Regions from separate parts of the Mus musculus genome. Here region 1 is linked to region 2. A link is a contact called in public promoter capture Hi-C data. All regions are on one chromosome and are shown on one strand. The core of a region is the stretch at or near the end of the contact, and the rest is flanking DNA. Distances in the headings are between cores, read along the strand shown. Region 1 overlaps Slc35f3 (solute carrier family 35, member F3). Region 2 holds the start of Slc35f3 (solute carrier family 35, member F3).

The links. Promoter capture Hi-C pulls out the DNA fragments that hold promoters and counts their contacts.
Region 1: a contact with region 2 is called in a promoter capture Hi-C map of hippocampal neurons, with 2.0 times the contacts expected there. The contact joins the enhancer-like site here to the promoter of Slc35f3 in region 2. A contact is called at or near these places in 1 of 39 promoter capture datasets (hippocampal neurons), 4 of 484 Hi-C or Micro-C datasets (cerebral cortex, cortical neurons, forebrain and 1 more), 4 of 115 datasets of contacts at active chromatin or transcription factors (T-cell acute lymphoblastic leukemia, embryonic stem cells and intestinal villus epithelium) and 2 of 9 other capture datasets (adipose tissue and liver).

The regions. Positions count from the first base shown.
Region 1 is chr8:126,204,908-126,210,827 of GRCm38.p6, reverse strand. All of the region lies in intron 2 of Slc35f3 (solute carrier family 35, member F3), which reads right to left. Among named protein-coding and RNA genes, the nearest start is that of Slc35f3, 69 kb to the right of the region's middle. Within about 2 kb of position 2,572, at least 7 of the 459 cell types and tissues checked have an H3K27ac peak or open chromatin away from gene starts, as enhancers often do. A contact at or near this core is called in hippocampal neurons, where this site is marked.
Region 2 is chr8:126,135,636-126,140,920 of GRCm38.p6, reverse strand. Slc35f3 (solute carrier family 35, member F3) reads right to left here and starts at 1,796. Exons shown (of 8, transcript NM_001363500.1): 1 at 1,746-1,796; 2 at 1,178-1,407. The coding sequence starts at 1,403.

The sequences.
Region 1 (5,920 bases), core at 1,323-3,822, 69 kb before region 2:
GATTGATGTTGGAAGTCCCAGTCTACTGTGGGCACCGCAGTCCCTGGGGCTGGTGGTCCTGTGTTGCATAAGAAAGCAGGCTGAGCAAGCCACGGAGAGGCAAGACAGTAAGGAGCGTTCCCCCACGGCCTCTGCCTCAGTTCCTGCCTCTAGGTTCTGCCTTGGTTCCCCTCCGTGATGAACTGTGATCAGGATATGTAAGCCAAATAAAGCATCAAGTTGGTCATGGTCTTTATCACAGAACTAGAAACAAACTAAGGTATGTGAAGAAATAATAAATATTTATGCATAGATAAATATTCATATAAATTATCTGTAAATAGCTGACAGATATAATAAATGATAAGAAGATAGAAGTTGTCTGAGCGAGAAGCAGACAGCCAGGGTTGAGACAGAGATTTTAGTATGAGCTCAAATTCTATTTTTTCTCCCTGGTCCTAGCCTCTTCTACACTTGGGCTGAGTGCAGGAGCCTGGGCTCTGAGGCAGGCATGGGGTGGGGCATATTTTTTCTGACAAAAAACCACCGCCGTGGCTGGTTCTGATCCTCAGCTTGAGAGACCGCAAGCAGCAAGAAGATAAAGTTCCCCCATTGACGTGTTTGTGAGGTGCTTCTAGGGCAGACTCACGGGAAGAGAGGACCTGCCCTGACTGCGGGCACAGCAGCCAACAGGCTGTGGGGAGGATGGAAAGGAGGAAGCCCTCACCACCTCCACCTCCTCTGTTTCTGCCCTGTCACACTCCTCTCTGCGTACAGAGTCCACCGTCCCCGACTCCTACAAAGGAGGGTGTGTACTCTGGTGGCAGGCATGGGTGGGTGGGGGATCAGAGGGTGCATGGGAAGGCATCACCCCTTCCTATACAACCCCACTCTCTTCTCTGCCATTATGTGGGCAACAGGGTATGTCTGGGTCCACACTGGTCTTCCCCTACCAGATCTGGTCCCCAGGCCATGGTTTTCTGCATGGTGCCTTACCTAGCAGCCATCTTAGAACTTGTGCTGACCAGTGGAAACTGACTGTTTAATTAAAACAGAGTATCATGAAGGTCTGCTGAGTGTGTTGGCAGGATGTGATTTCTGCCCAGTGCTATGAACATCAAAGTGTAGAAATTCAATGAAGCTTGGGTAAATGGCAGAAATAACTATGGCCCTCCTAAAGTAGCCAAATGCCTTGTCATGCACAAATGGATGAACCCGAATCCCACTGTCTCTACCTGCTATCCAGCAAAACCATCCCAATTGTGAGATAGGTACCCCTCCCCACTTTGATGTGTACACCAGGCATTTTGTCAGCCATGGAAGCTGACCAAAACAGCCTGCAGCCACCAGTGATCTGCGCAGAGGAAACTGAGCACTGTATACTCGGAGGATTGTATGAACGCAAGGATATCACAGTACATACCACTAGATCCCGTCTTCAAAATGATTCTTTCCCTCGGTAAATGGAAAGCTTACAAAAATGAAGATTGTAAGTAATCTCAAGGTGGTACAGCTTTAATTAAGCATAAAAAGTTTACATAGGATATGTGGAAGGACAACCTCATGGAGATTCCTCCTGTCATAAAGCCCTACAGTGTTGCACCATAATTTCAATAACCTTGTGGATGCCAGAAGCTAAAGCCAACCTCCCATACCTATATTGACTGGGTGGCGAGTATTCCTCCTGGTGGCCTGGCTGGTGATTGCCATGATTAATGGTTATATACACGGTGCCTGTCTTTGATGAATGGAAAATATAAGGTTAGTAGTCACTAGCCACTTAAGAAAGCCAGTTGATCAGGCCTTGGGAAAACTCTTGCATAATTTTGTCTTGCAGAAGGTGAATGTGGAACCAGCCAGTGCCAGCAAAACTGGGTGCGTGTATCTGGAGGCTAAGGACTCTGTTCAAACTCCAACAGCTGAATCTTCCTTTGCCCCAGCTGTCAGCCTCCTTCTGAACCTCCCTGCTCATATACCCATCCTTTGGATGTCACAAGCTCTTGTGATTTCCAGCATCAGTGAGGACTTCATTAAGTCTGTTCTGATGTGCTCTGCGTGGAGCAATGTCTCCTAAGGTCATCAGCTCTGTCTCCTTGTTGGAACCCTATTTGTAAGAACATTCTGCCTTTCAGGACACACTTGCAGAGAAGGACACCTGTTCTCAATCAGCTTCCTGCAAAAAGACACTGGACGGAAGTTCTTTCCAAAATCCAATGTCTCCATGGTTACGCCTCCGCATGCCTCCAGAGAACTCATTTCGCCATATCAGTCTCTAGTCTCTGGGATCCTTCGGCAACTGTTCAGGGCTCTTTAAAGAATGAAATGGATCTTTAAAGAATGAAGGTTGAAATGCCTTTGTTCAGTGCAAGGGCAAGCCAAGGATCAGTGCAGGGAGGTTGAGTTTGACAGCTGCCGAGCAAGGACTGCTGGGGACCCACGTTCAGTTTCTGAAGCCATTTCTCAGCCTGCGATCCTGGGCTCTGATTCTTGTTAGAAGCAGGAGAACAATTCACAAGAAAGTTCTACAGCATGGAGAGAATTGCTGCTAATTATGATCTTCTCCACCGAGTGCCTGAGAGTGATGGAAAAAGAACACAGGCAGGCTCTTGCTAACCCAGTTAGAAACCGGGAGATCTTAGCTCCCCGGGGAGAAAGGAAGGACAAGGAGGGAGAGGAGGATAAGACAAAGAAGGGTGAAAAGATAGCAGCAATGGACAGGAAAGGAGAGGAGAGGGAAAGAGAGGAGAGGAGGGGAGGGGAGGGGAGGGGAGGGGAGGGGAGGGGAGGGGAGGGGAGGGGAGGGGAGGGGAGGGGAGGGGAGAGGAGAGGAGAGGAGAGGAGAGGAGAGGAGAGGAGAGGAGAGGAGAGGAGAGGAGAGGAGAGGAGAGGAGAGGAGAGGAGAGGGAAAGAAAGGAAGGCAGCATTCTCTCTCAGTTGAGAATCCATACTTGAGACTATTTTATTTCTATTTTTATCCCCGTGTTATGTCTGTGTGAGCATGCATGTGCACTGTCTAAGGAAGCCAGAAGAGGGCATCTGATCCCCTGGAGTTGGAGTTATAAGCAGTTGTGCGCCTCCTGGTATGGGTGCTAGGGACTGAACTCCAAACCCCAGTCCTCAGCAAGAGCACAAGGTACTCTTAGCTGCTGAGCCGTCTCTCATTCAGCTTTGCTTTCAAGAAGCATTAGGACTTTACAATTGCCAGCCTGCACCGCAGCTGAGTTAGATTTCTCAATATGGACAGCCGTTCTGTTACGCTGGAGATAGGAACACGGCCTGCTAGGGAAGCCACCCAAGGATCAATGTGTAAGAACCTCAGAGGAACAAGAAATCTCTGGAGGTCAACAGATGACAAAGGAGAAGCCAAAACACTAGGAGTGAGCCACGACCACAACTCCAGCAGAGTTTGAAATCCCTGAGGTGATGAGGATGGGGGCACCTCCTGAACTGGGGGACCACACAGGTAAGATGATGCATAAGAGTGTTTGTGTGTGGCTTCATGGTGGCCACTGCTACATTGTGTCCTCAGCCCTGGAGTCCTGGCTCAGGATTGTCATACTGAGTGTGTAAATTACGGCTGGACATTTTGGGGGCAATAAACTGTGGACTATGTGATAAGTCCACAGGCTCTGGAGGGGAACAGTCAGCCCACAGGTGACTCGATGCTGAGCATATAGGGAACACACATTTTCTGAGGCTTGACTTTTGAGTGAGTGTGTCTATGGGTGGGTCGGGGTACATGTGTGTGAAGAGGTGTGTGTATATGTATGTCCATGGGTGTAGAAGACAGAGGATAACCCTAGGCCTCAGGTGTTTCTCAAACATCATTTGTCTCTCGACAGCTTGGCCAAGTAGAGCAGTCTGTGGGCCAGCAAACCGCAAGGGTCCTCCTGCTTCTGCCTCCCTAGTGATGGGCTTCTATGTCCATGCCACCATACCTGGCTTTTTAACAAGAGTTCTAAGAATTGAAATCAGGTATTTGTTTTTACAAGGCAAACACTTTCCCGAGTAAGCCATTCTCCAGCCTCATTTCGTTTTCTAATTACATGCTGACCACCATAGATTCTGGGTCTGAAACTGTCTGGGGAGGGGAGGGAGGGATTGGGATGGTCGATTTTGTCTGATGACCTGGCTGGGCTCTGGGGCCCAAGCACTTGCTCAGACAGTTCAGAGGCTGTAGATGTGATTCACACCGGAGTGAAGCAGACTGTCCTCTTTAATGTGGACGAGCTTCATCTCATGATCTGAAGGCATAGGAGACAGTACAGGGTAGTAAGCTAGGAGCTAAGCACCCTCAAAGACAGCAGGGGCTCTCCTGCCAGAAAGGTTTCTATTAGACCTGGCTGCAGTAGATCTTTTGCTTATGGATTTGGTTCTGGCAGACTCGAGTGTTCTCTGGGCTAGGTAGAGCTTGATCCATCAAGGATGTGTACAGGTGGGTGATCAGGTTGGGATAGTAAGATAGACAAAAGGTAGTTTTACCCTCTGAAAAATGTTCAAACGTTAAGCTGTTATTTCTTTCTCTAGCTGTATGTGGGTGTTTCTGTGGGTATACATATGCATATAGGTGTGTGTATGTTTGCGTACATTAACCTTGGGAATCATTACCCAAAAGCCAACTGTTTATCTTGATTTTTGAGACAGGTTTCTCATTGGCCTGGAGCTCACAGAGTAGGCTGGTTGGCTGGCTCTGCCCAGGACTCAAAGCACAAGCTGTCATAGGTGGCTTTTCCTGTGAGTTCTGGGGAAATGGCACCCTTCATACCTATGTGGTAAACACTTTGCCCACTGAGCCATCTCCCCAGGCTTCAAGCCTAACCAAAACAAGTGGTGGTGGACTCCTATCTAGAGAGGGCTGGGTGCAATCTGTGCACCCCACCAAGGAACGTGTATTACAGAAGGAAAAACAGACACTGAATGAAATTTCTAAGTGCTAGAGATTTAGCCAGGCAAATGCTCCATCACTGACCTGGTTCCTGGGAGACCAAGAGGTTAGTTGTGTCAAGGAATCAACAGGTAGCATAAAGTGATCTTTAAAACGTTGTTTAAAGGGGAGGTGGGAGTGGGTGGGGGAGCACCCTCATAGAAGCAGGGGGAGGGAGGATGTGATAGGGTGTTTCCGGGAGGGAGGGAAACCAGGAAAGGGGATAACATTTGAAATGCAAATAAGGAAAATATCCAATAAAAAGAAAAAAAAAAGACCCCATCATTAAAAAAAAAAATGTTGTTTAAAGACCTTGGAGGGTTTTTTTGTTTTGTTTTGTTTCACTTTTCTCCTTCAATTCTTTGAATCGAAGCTAAGAAAATACTTAATTTCTTGCTTAGGACTTTTCCCTTGGAGTGCTCTTAAATAGTCCTTTTAATCTAAGGATTATTGCTACTATGATTAATGAATTTCCATCCTGATGTGTGCTGAAGAGGCTGTGAATTTGCTGAGAAAGGGTGCCTCGGGAACTTTAGGGGGGAGAAAAGCCATTTGAAAATAGGCAGGAGATGGAGTTATCTTGACTTCTCATGACTGACTCATGAGCCAGGGCAGGAAACGTGAGCTTCCCAGAGCAGTGCCAGCTTCTGAGAAGCCCCGCCCTTTGAACCAAGAAATGGAAGCTCTTGGAATTTTGGCAAAAGTGCTTAGGAAGGCATTTTACCTTATTTATGAAGATGTCCTTCTCTCCCTCTCCTTTTACTTTGCTGTGATTCCTCTAGATTTCTTTTTAATTTCAAAAATAATTTTTGTTTTGCCATGGTCCTAGTTTTCCTCTCTCTTGAGAAAAGAAACTTGGGGAGGAAAGGGGTGTTTGTTTTTGTTGTTTTGGTTTTTTTTTTTTTTTTGGTTTTTTTTGGGGGGGGGTTCTTTGTTTCTGTTTTTTGTTTTTTGTTTTTGTTTTTTGTTTTTTTTTTTCTTGTCTTACATCTTAAGGGCCACAATCTATCACTGAGG
Region 2 (5,285 bases), core at 547-3,046:
TTGCAATGAAAAGTCAAACCGTGTGGCAGAATCAAAGATGCGGGGTGTTCAGGGGGGATATGGGCATATCAGAAAGCTTTGTACTAGGTTACATACAATCACCACAGACCTTTAATCTCAAATCGGGCCATTGAAATCAAACACTCAAATACCATGCCCTTTATTACAAATAGCAACACAAGACCAAAGCCAACTGCTTGGACTTGAAGGTGTTAAGAATAATTCATGTAAAGACAAGCTCTTACTGGTAAATATCATCAAATTATAAAACAAATGTCTAGTGTTTCCCCTTAAGGGAAAACCAATACATTGTGTTGTAATTCCAAGCAACAAAAGGTTAAAAAATATCTTTCAGAATTATCAAGCTGTTGGTCTAGACTTTCTTACAAATGAATGAGTCATGCTTCCTTCTCAGACCCACCGAAGGAGTGAGCTGCAATCTTTTCCCAGTGTCTAACTACAGAGGCATAACTCGGGACCCTGGTAATATCTCAAACAATATCTTGAGTTTGTATTGGCAAATCTCTACCTTCCAAAGAAAACAAAATAGATGTCAGCAAGTCAGTCCTGCCTGCACAGGTAGTTTCTTCATGCCTCACCATTGCAGCCAAGGTCATCAGCTGAGGCTCAGGGTGAAGTCTGAGGTACCCCAACCTGGCCCCAAGAACTCATCTTCCGGAAACTCAAATACCTAGAAAGATCTGAACAAAATCCTCTCGCTTAGGACCCATACAATCCTAAACCAAAGAGACGGAGCTAGATCCAATGAATCTTTATCACTTCTCCTGAGAGATTAATTAAATTCCAGGCCCAAGGGCTGAGTTCTCCTGAGCTAACTGCACCAGGATCCAATGAGAAACCCACACAGACCAGTTCTCTGAAGCAGCTCTCACTGATAGACACAACAGGCTTACCCTCAGAATCACTCAGAAGTGGACACAGGTCAGGGAGGTGTCAGAGAAAATGTAACACAAAGCCCCCTCCCCCTCTCTCCCTCCCACCTCCACCTCTGCTTTCAGGACTTGAGAAACGCCTCCAGGCCTCTTCATCAAAGTTGCCTATCTGCATGTAGAAGAGAGGGTTCAGTGAACCATCCCTGTGCGCTTCCCTGGTAGCTGTGTCTCTGGCAGGGAGACCACTAGTGGGCAAGGGAATTACGGGGGAGGGGGGGTCTTACTTTTGTAGCTGGTCGCCCAGGGCTGGTAGCCATAGTAGCCTGTGATGCGCAGGATCCGCTCCTCGATGGATGTGAGTCCCACCGGTCCACTGGTGAGATCCTCCACAGAGCGAGACCATTTCAGATCCTCCTTGATCGCCTCATCCACCACCAAGTACTTGAGCTGCCGGAGCTGAGGACTGATGTCGGACAGTCTCCGCGGGCTGACGTCCGGTGACCTCCTCATGCCACTGAGGCCGCGGGAAGGCGGGATGAGTCAAGGGCAGAGAGGAGGAGATGTCAGTGAGGACTGGTGAGGACCCACGGCTACTCCCCTCGCGTTGCTTGCCATGTGCCCTGCTCCCAGGAACCTCGGCGTCGGGTCCCGCGCCCTACTCTGGGCGCCTCTGGCAACGTGAGCTAGGGCGAGTGGCCCGGAGATGCTGCTGAAACTTCCCAAGCTCCGCCACACACGACCGTCCCTCTGTCCCTCCCTCCCACCAGGAGAGCAGCAGTGCGGGTTAGGCAGGGTCGCGGATGCCCGGGGGCTACCTGCCTGCTGCCCTCCCGCGCCTGCAGCTCTACTCACACAGCAATGCTCTTGGTCCTGGAAGCGCCGCCGGGAAACTCTCGGATCCCCATGGGCGGCGGCAGCGAGTGGCCCGGGGCGCCCAGGCTGGAGCCGAGGGGAGCCGCGGCCGGAGCTCCCGGCAGCCGCCACAAAGGTCTGGACGCCCGTAGGTCGCCCGCGCCCGCTGCCCGGAGCCGGTGGCAGAACAGCGCCGCGCCCCTTGCCTGCCACCGCCGGCGCCCTAGTACTCGCGGTCACGGACGCCCAGGCTCCGGAGAGCGCGCCCGGTAGTGCGCTCCGGAGCCACCGGGACGCGAGGCTGTGGCGGCCTCGGCGCGCGTGGACCTGGCGGGGACGCGCGTTCAGATCCTCGCAGCCCGGAGTGTGCCAGGCTCCGCAAGCTCTGCAACCTTAGGGCGCGGGACCTGTCACGGTCCTGGCGTTCTGGTTTCGACACGTGAGTCTCTCGGTCTTTCCCCCCAACACCCACCCCAAACACAAACGCGCGCGCGCCACCCCAAAGAGCGCTGCTACTACGAAAGCAAACAGCAAACTAACCTGGCATTTCACAGTGCACACTAAGTGGCTTATTTAGAATAGGTGGCAATTGATTTGCTGGATCAAGCCCAGTCCTCAGCTCACACAGCTCAAGGAAAAGGGCACTAACTGCTTCAGTGCCCTCTACAGAGACTGTCGTCCTACCTAGCTTCCGATCAGTTTTTGTGTCTTGTTCCTAAGCCATTCTAGACCTCCAAATCACCCTCCATACTGCTCTTCTGCACTGAGCGCAAAGTCAGAAAATACGCAGATATATAAGAGAAGAAAAATAGCCTTATCACGTCCCGAAAGGTTACTATGAATTATAGCTAGATTCTATTCCAACATTTTTCTGAGTGTGAGATACATTTCCCCCAAGAGATCAAACCGCCTGCGCTACTTTATGTATTACTTTAGGAAAAGATATATTGTTCCTCCGAGAACTGGGAATAGAATAGAACTCACTTCCTCAACTTGCTGAACTTGCTGAAACCTGCTGCAAACAGGTAAGAAACTCCAGTTTTCCTGCTGGGAGACAACCTAGGGCTTCCTACCTTTGCTGTGCCTCTACAACATCTTACCGGCAGTCCTAGACAATTAAATTACACAAGAAAGGGAAGACGATGGCTGCTACATAGGAAGAAGTGAAAGAAAAAATGAAGTTGTCTTCCTAGATGACAGCCAAGCAGATCTGGAAAGTCTCAGAGCTGACCAAAACAAAAAACAAAAAAACTTCGGAATTAATAACTGTGATGTCAATCTTGATTGTCTGTCGATTTGATGTTAGAATTACCATGGAAACAAACCTTTGGGCATGTCTATGAGGGAGTTTTCAGATATGGGCAGCATCATTCCATGGGCTGGGTCCTGGCCTGATTAAAAAGGAGAAAATGAGCTGAGCATTTGTGTTCATCTTTCTCTGCTTCCTGTCTGTGGATACCTCGTGACCAGCTGCTTTTGTCTGTGGATACCATGTGACCAGCTGCTTCTGTCTGTTGACACTATGTGCCCGATGCCCTGTGGCTACCTCGTGACCAGCTGCCTCAGGCTCCCTCCACCAGGTCTTTTTTTTTTTTTTTTTTTTTTTTTTTTTTTTTTTTTTTACCACAATGGACTGAGTGTATTTTTAAACTGTGATCCAAAATAAATCCTTCTTCCTTGAGTTGCTTTTGTCTCGTATTTTGCCATAGTTACATGAAGTAACACAATAACTGGTGTTTTAAAAGGCTGAAAGATTCAAGGATAATGTACAAAACTTAACCACTTTCCTATCTGTCTACAATGGACAACTGGAATTTGAAACAAAAACAAAAACACAGTACTGTTTACAGGATCCTAAAAGTGTGGCTAATTACAAAATCAAGTGAAAGAAATGAAATTCAAATTGAACGCATTGTTAGTAACCAAGGTATCTTTGAACCTCAATGTATACATATTCTTGTCTCAAGACTCTGCCTTGGGTTTCTGGGTCAGTGATGGAAAGGACCAGGTGGCAGCTCCATCTGGGTTCCTTGGCACTTTGTTCATCTTTTAGTGACTTCAGGGTTGGGACCAAGACAGTGACAGCCAGACATTCCAGGAGCATCCGGTGTCAGAAACAATTATAGTCATTACCTGAAGGAGGTCAGGAGTTTAACATTTTCTATTCATAATAAATCTCAATGATTACACTCATCTGCGTGAACACAGTTTTGTGAGTCAGACTAATCAATGCCATTGCCTAACAGGGAAGATAATCTGCATATATTATAGATTTCTACAGCCTTTTAAAAACAAAGATTATTTATTGTAATTTTATATGTGTGTTTGCCTACATGCGTGTAAATGCACAACATGCATGCAGGGCCCATGGATGTCAGAAGAAGGCCTCAGATCCTTTGTGGTTGGAGTGACAGACACTTGTCAGTTGCCATGTGGGCCCTGGGTATATAACCCAGGCCATCCATAAGAGCAGCAAACCACTGGCCATTGAAGCCATCACTTTAATACTCTATAGCTATTCTTCATACCAGTTAATAGAACTTTAACTCATAAGCTTTAAAACATGACTTTATTGGGATATGATCTTTTTCAGCATGAGAATGACTATTTTTTTTCTGGAAATGTCCAGGTGCCCCTGAAATGTTCAGAATATTTAGATACATGTCCATTTTAAAATTGAACTAAGTAAACATTTACTGAGGGCAGGGCCTGTGATGGGCTCTGGGAAGGAGACCAGAAACACTAATGAAGCAAATGTTTTCTCTCCTTGCTAAGCCTGCTGAACAATAAACATGTAAGTGAAGGCTTGTCACTGACCAATGACCACTGAAGGCTTGTCACTGACCAATGACCACTGAAGGCTTGTCACTGACCAATGACCCTTGCACTGCCTTGATCCTGGCACAGAGTCTCTAGAAGCCCAGCAGTTGTTTCCAAGTCACTACCTGTTACAGTAAATAATACTTGGGGGTTTCTACCCCACCTTAGACCCTTTGGTTTCCAAATAAAAGACGCAAAGCCTTTATCTTTATCATAAGCCTTAAAGCACTAGAGCTGGGCAGATATCAGTTCTCTGTGCTATTTTGTTTACTTCCCTATCAATAACCCAGAGATATCACTTGCCATGTCTCTCCAGGCCACTCCTACTCCAACAGGCCAGCCCTCATGGATGTGTGCTCATGATCCACCTACCCCATGGTGACTTCTTCCTTCTTCCTCTTTCTCTCCCGTAGTCTCTCCTCAGACCCTATGCCTGGGAACCAAAGCCTTGCCTACCTCTTTTTTGCCCAGCTACAGGCTGGTAGGTTCCTTTATTCAACCAATAGTTCTAAATTAAGGAGCAATGTTTACACAACAGAAGCTGGCATGTGTGAGAGTTTGCTCTTCTTGAGGCCACTAGACCCTGGGATACAGAGTTTAGCGCTACAGTACATAGCAACAGACCACACCTCCACAATCACCCTTGCCTGGGAAGGCAAGGAGCCCAGCATCAAAGGGTGTCAGAGATGCTTCTTAGGTTAGGAACCAAACTAATGTTGA